Regions from separate parts of the Mus musculus genome. Here region 2 is linked to region 1. Evidence: chromatin contacts called from public promoter capture Hi-C data. All regions are on one chromosome and are shown on one strand. The core of a region is the stretch at or near the end of the contact, and the rest is flanking DNA. Distances in the headings are between cores, read along the strand shown.

Evidence for each region. Promoter capture Hi-C pulls out the DNA fragments that hold promoters and counts their contacts.
Region 2: a promoter capture Hi-C map of macrophages shows a contact between it and region 1, with 5 read pairs. The contact joins the promoter of Dnajc15 here to the enhancer-like site in region 1. A contact is called at or near these places in 2 of 39 promoter capture datasets (the C10 cell line and macrophages), 1 of 484 Hi-C or Micro-C datasets (cortical neurons) and 2 of 9 other capture datasets (adipose tissue and bone marrow-derived macrophages).

The regions. Positions count from the first base shown.
Region 1 is chr14:77,792,689-77,796,017 of GRCm38.p6, forward strand. Gm1587 (predicted gene 1587) reads right to left here. Exons shown (of 3, transcript NR_157389.1): 3 at 1,257-2,337. Among named protein-coding and RNA genes, the nearest start is that of Gm1587, 4.6 kb to the right of the region's middle. Within about 2 kb of position 1,958, at least 47 of the 459 cell types and tissues checked have an H3K27ac peak or open chromatin away from gene starts, as enhancers often do. A contact at or near this core is called in adipose tissue, bone marrow-derived macrophages and macrophages, where this site is marked.
Region 2 is chr14:77,873,475-77,876,586 of GRCm38.p6, forward strand. Dnajc15 (DnaJ heat shock protein family (Hsp40) member C15) reads right to left here and starts at 1,443. Exons shown (of 6, transcript NM_025384.3): 1 at 1,324-1,443. The coding sequence starts at 1,425.

The sequences.
Region 1 (3,329 bases), core at 708-3,207:
GGCCACCAGATTCTCATAAATGGCAACCTTATAGCCTTGAGTGTCATAAAGCAATTCCTGCAATGTCACCCTCCCTGCCACCTTGCAGCAAACTCCTCTAGGTGACCCAGCCTCTATTCTCCTGCAATTGTTTGTTCCTCCCTGTAGGAGTTTCTGCACAGAAGTTCCTTTTTCTGGTTGTAAGCTTGAATAGCCAGGCCTTAGCCAGGTGCTATGGAGGGATTCAACCCTGCTGACACCAGAAAAATGAGGCCTGGTATTTTCTTTTTTCTCTAGAATGGGAGAGAGGAAGCTCTCAATACCACCTGGGGGCCAAGAGAAGGAGCCTTAGCCCTACCTACACCCACTGAGCTGAAGCACCCAGTTTTAATAAACTGTTTCTCCTACTGGGAGACATGTGCTCATTAACATCTGAAGCGATCTTCTCTTTCAGTAGAAAGCAGAAAGGTACAGGCATCTGGTTGACATTCGTATGCTGATGTCATTGACATTAGCAGAGAAGCACAGGGCTAGACACCCCTTCCTACAACCCATCTGCTGTTTGTGAGCCTCGCGATTCAAAAATAGTTCCTAACCTTTTTGGTTAATTCTTCGGATGGTATTTTCTTTAAAATTTATCTGATGAGTTAGACATAATTTTAAAAATTAGTTTCTAAAAGGTTCTGCGTTCATCCTCTCTCATCTGTTTTCAGTAGAGCATATGGCTGAAACAGATCGAGTCCCTGGCAGAGAGAACCCGTATGATCTCGGCTGGCTTTTGAAAGCTGCTCTCCAGCAAGGCACTCTGACGCCACAGGGTCAGTGTCCTCCCAGGCACAGGCCCTTGTGTGAAGCAGGTGGCCCGAAAGCACTAGAAGCTGAAAATCACAGCGACAAGGTGTCATTTCCGGAGACCAGGCTGGCCTCGAACTCACAGAGATCTGCCTGCCTCTGCCTCCCAAGTGCTGGGACTAAAGGTGTGTGCTACAGTGCTTTTACCTCAATTTACCATGAAAGTTGGAAATCCTAACGAGAAGTCTCTTCAGCATTTCCAGAGATTATCCTTTGTAGACTGTACCTGGTTTAAAATGTGAAACGAGACTTTGGAAAGAAGGTGATGGAACATTCTCCAAAACTCAAAACATAAACGAGATATAAATCCGATTTTTTTAATTTTTGGAGTTTTTTGTTTTTGTTGTTCAGTTACTGTTCAAAAAGCTTTCAAGACAAGAATTCAACACACTATTTCTTTAGCGTGTATTTCAACACTTTATTTCCAGGACCTCTTCCCTAGCAAGGGACAGTACCCCATCAACTTCCTAGCCACCGAGCTTCAAAACCTTATGAAGAAAGTGAAGCAAAACCCACCCCCAAACCTCACATGAGGCACGACCATCCCAGAACACGGAAGTAATCCGTCTGCTTGTTCACAAAATGGCTTCCTGCAAAATGCATGCTCAGACATAAGCATGCAAGACCATTTTTTTTTTCCTGATCTGAATTGCAAGTCCAGCCCAAGAAACTTACACATTTGCATGAAATACTCTTAACAAGTGCTTCCCAGGTGAGAAGTTTTAAATGAATGTTTTTGTTTTGTTTTGGCCAGAGGAGACAGAAAAATGGCTGCAGCTGGTCAAGGGTTATATTTCTTACAGCCAGGAGATTCCAATCTGTTTCTTTACCTCCATGGGATCAATAAACAGCCAGGCTGATATACATCAAACTGCTTTGGTCTTGCCAGTATATACTCTCATGCACATGAACACACACACATACACACACACACTCAGGATTTCTTGGCTCCCCTCAAGGTAGAGCCATTCCAAATCCTGACATCACTGAAATATGTACAGGAACGGAAGCAATAAAGAGAGGAACACAAGAGAGAGAGAGGGAAACTCTGCCTGCTCTGGATGTGCCCTCGAGACAGTTGTTCCTACAGTGCAGGCTTTGTTCTTGTGCAATCGAAACACAGACCAAATTCAACTCTGTCAGCAAAGATACTGGCATAGTCACCCCAGATGGGACTGGTAAGAAAAACGACCTGTGTGAGATCTGAGGGAGCAGGCAATCACGGTTAGTCATAAACCCCCTCCAAGGGCCCAAGATCTGCAGAACACAAGGATTGAAGCGGCTTGAATGCTGTAATCTCCATTTATAGACTTCCCCAGGCCTCCACCCAGGCCTCACAGCTATGCCTGTCCCTATACCTCAGCCAAAGCTTCAGCACTTGGTCACAAAGAGGAAGGCACAGCATGGGATGACGCAGGATCCCAGAGCTTCTTCTTGGAAGTAGGATTCTGGGAAATGCCTTGTCTACTTCCAGGAAGAGCTTCATTGACCACATGTTCTTCTCGGCTGTAGGATAAGAAGCTTGGGTGAGAAGGTAAGGCGGGACAATTCTGCCATCTCTCCAACTCTCATTAGTTTATTTTTTTTCTCTTCAGACTTCGTGGAAAAGAGAATTAAGAATAGTAAAATTGAATATCCCTAATCTGAAGTCCGAACAACACCCAAATCTAAAACTTTCTGAGCACTCAAACTATCACACTGTGTATTCAATGATTCTAAGTCTTAATTTTTCCCCCCTCAGCTCTGAAGCTCCAAGCATTTCAGATAAGGCATCCTCACGCTGCTTCCAATGGAGGGTGTTTGTTGATTTGCTGTGAGATGTGGGTGTTACTGATGTTGGCAAGGGAAACGCTTGGTAGAAAGAGGAACTTTGGCTCAGTTCTTCAGGACCTCGTGCACTTAGGAGGACACAGAAAAAATGAATGGCTTTTCCCCACATCACACATGGGGAAGTCCTATAGCTCAGGAAGGAAGGAAAAGATCTCCAAGGAGGGAGGTACTTCTCAGAACTACTTCCTCAAAAAGAGTCCACCCCTCATGAGCGCTAAAGGACAAGTTAGGATGACAACCTAGTACGCACTTGGCAATAGATTTGGTTCCTTGGGCAGACAATAGTGTCCTGGGTTTGAAAGCAGGTTCTGAACACCTCACAGCCTGAGTGGACCTCTCCCTGAATCTGTAACTTGAGAATAGTATGCAGTGTAGGAAAACCACCACAAGACACACAGCGCTCACAGTAATGCCCCTTCCAATAAAGCGTGTCCTCTACTGGTTTGCAGACAGAGCTAGATTCTAAGCTGGCTACAACAGACAGATATTTAAAAACAATCCCAAAGGGTGAAGGTTGGAGTGGTTCTGTTTGCCACTTGCCCAGCTTGGCATTTTAGAAGAAAAAGCAAGCCAGCTCTCCAGGGCCTGGCATTAAGGAAAGGAAAAAATCTTGCTGGTTTCCTTTTGTGTCCTCGGTCTTTGAGGGGGACTTAAGGAGTCCCTCAACC
Region 2 (3,112 bases), core at 193-2,692, 80 kb after region 1:
TTAGACCAGGTATTCTCAACACAGTCAACATCGATCCCTCAGGGACAATCTGAAAACGCTGTGAAGCCCTTTTGAGCTTCCACAGTAGTTTGCCTAAGAGGAAGAGTACTTTGTGGATGGTCGACTCCCGATTTCAAAAGTCCTATCATGTGCAAGGCTGGCCAACCAGGAATAAAAAACCATCCCTAACTCTCCAAGTGTTACAAGATGCCAGTGACATTAAATGGTGAATAACCAGTTTCTGGCCATCTTTGTTTTGTTAAGAACTTTCAACCATTTATACTTCTACTCTGTTTTAGTACAGGCTTAATTTTCCATAAGTGAACTTACCCTACAAAGTGAGGAGACATTTCTAACAATTTACCTCAGAGTGTTTGCTTTTTTGGGAAAAAAAAAATTTTTTTAAATAACAACAGGATGCCAATATCTGATAGGCCAGGAAGTAAGAAGGCTGAAGCAGGAGAATCGTAAGCTCCAGGCCAGCGTAGGAAATACAGTGAGTCCTTTTAAAAAATAAAATCCTGCCGGCTTGGCATTTGTAGCTGTCCCATGTACAACTGCTGCAATGCGAGGGCAATATGATCACTTCATTGCAGCCTGTAATATAATAAATAACGTGAAGGCATTTACAAATTCAAACAGCTACTTATTACTAAGAAGATATTTACTTCACCGTTACGTTTCAATTTGACTATTATATTGATTTTTAGAAACTTTAATTTCATGTCAGGATATCACAAGAAAGTTGGTTTTTTTTTTTGTTTTGTTTTGTTTTTGTTTTTGTTTCTGTTATAGAAAGGACAGTGGCGTGAACTGGTGAAGACTCCCACAATTTAGCATTCCTGAGGCTGGCTGTTAAAGAGACCTCCTAAGTTATGTCCTGAATTCTAGACTCTCCTACAGATGTGAACGAGCGGGGTGACTCGGTCAGTGGAGGTGATGGCTGACTTGAGTTCGATCTTCAGGAACCACAAGGTGGAAGGAAAGAAGCCGCCTCAATAAATCGCAAGCATTTTCTGCCCGGATCTAGGCTGAGTTGCTCCAGACTTGGGGGTGCTAGAGGTCCCAACTGTTCTCACGCAGCTTCGCGCCCTGGTTCTTAACTACTTTTCCCCAAGGGAGGCTCCTGGCTCCACCGGGCCCCCTCTGCCCAGGGGGAACCCATGGGTCTCTTCACTGGATAACCGTGGGCCTGTTCTGTGGTCCGTGACACTTTGAGGAGACAGCCAGGTACCACGCCGGGCACAGGCAGCCGGGCAAGGGGGTGGGAGTGGGAGGTCTTGGGGTTTAGGGGTGCAGGTCAGTGGCGGCCGGCAGACTCACCGCTGTGTGGTCGATGTCGGCGTCCGACCTTTGGGCAGAAGGAGGCAGGTATTCGGCGTAGCGCAGCCCCTCTCTGGAGGTCACGCCGCCACCGGTAGCCATGGCACTGCAGGACTCCGAGGACGCACTGAGTTGTCTACGGGGCGTCCGCGGGGACAAATTAGTGCGGACCGGTTAAGTTCGCGCTCTGAGTAGGTGTTCAGTTTTATTAGTGGAGACCTGGCTGCAGAGAATCTGGTTCTCATTCCATCTCCGATAAACTGACCCTGTCAAAGCCCGGGGTCAGACCCTTACAGAGCCTTGTTTGTTTGTTTGTGCCACCCTCCACTATAACAACCAAGCCTGAAGAGGCGGGGCCTTCTTAGGTCTACCTTGAGTTTCCTCTAAAACCAGGCAGGGAGAGATTCCAAAGTACCGCGATGGTGCCTGGGAATAGAAACAAGGCCAGGGAGGGCTTCCTTGCTTGACCTTCCCAACTAGAAATGAATGTGATTTCACATGTTAGTGAAATCACTGGGAAGATACTGATGATCCACTAACTTGCGCTCACAGCAAATGATTTTGACTAATTTGAATACATAAAGACTTAACTTCATTATTAATGTTTAGGTCAAGCTTTCTCGAACAGATATTAGGCAATAACTGAAGCTAATACGCTTTCTAACCCCTGTACCAAGTTGGCTGCTGTTTTACCCTTTATACACTTTGCAATCCAGCCTACAAGAAGGTTTTTTTTTGTTTTGGGGTTTGGTTTTTTTGTTTTGTTTTGTTTTTTTACATTAAAAGTTGTAAGAACCTAGCTGGGCGTGATGGCGCACGCCTTTAATCCCAGCACCCAGGAGGCAGAGGCAGGCAGATTTCTGAGTTCGAGGCCAGCCTGGTCTACAAAGTGAGTTCCAGGACAGCCAGAGCTATACAGAGAAACCCTATCTTGAAAAACAAAACAAAACAAACCATACAAACAAACAAACAAAAAACCAGTTGTAAGAACCTATTAATTTATCCATATATTATTATTCTCATGCTTAGGGCCTGAAGGAATTTAGAATCAGGAAGGAAAGATTACATTAAACACCATGCTAGTACCATATACTAAAAGCACGAGCAAGCATGCTAGATTAGCTACAAATGAAAGCAAAATCAGTGTCAGAGTTCACAGAGAGAAACGAGAACAGCCACAAAGGCTTCCTTGGAGGCTCAGCCACTGATGTGGTCAGTAGGGAGCATGGGGTTTGTTTTAGTTAGAAGAAGAAAGGGGTCACAAATTCCACATGGAAATAAACACCAAGAATTGAGCCGGTGATATGTAATAATGTGTTAAAAATACTTCAGAACTCTTCAGAAACACGGCTTTATTACATAAATTACTTTATTAAGCCAATCCACAATTATTCGTGATCAAACCAAATGAATTGGATTGAAGCCTACATATCATGCATTCATCATCCATGTGTTCAGTGTATTCAATTTATTGAGCATATGTCAGGTCTTGGGTACAGTGCTGGGGGACTGTGCCTTTAGCATCAAGTAAACAAATAAGGTCTCCGAGTCCTTGGAGTTACAGTCTAAGGGAGGCTAATGATGTATCCTAGCAGCTGGACCCTAACAGTCATAGGCTGCTAGCCTGGAGCAAACAAGCAATTAGAGCAAGACAGGAGTGAGCCAGCTCTTTTTAGAACAGTGCACCTGCTCAAGAGCTGGGAAAAAGCTTCCAAAGTGGAAGCCAGGAGAAAAAGGGGGCTGGGGTGGGAAACACAGCAGAAGAGAGGGCAGCATGGAGGGGAGTCAG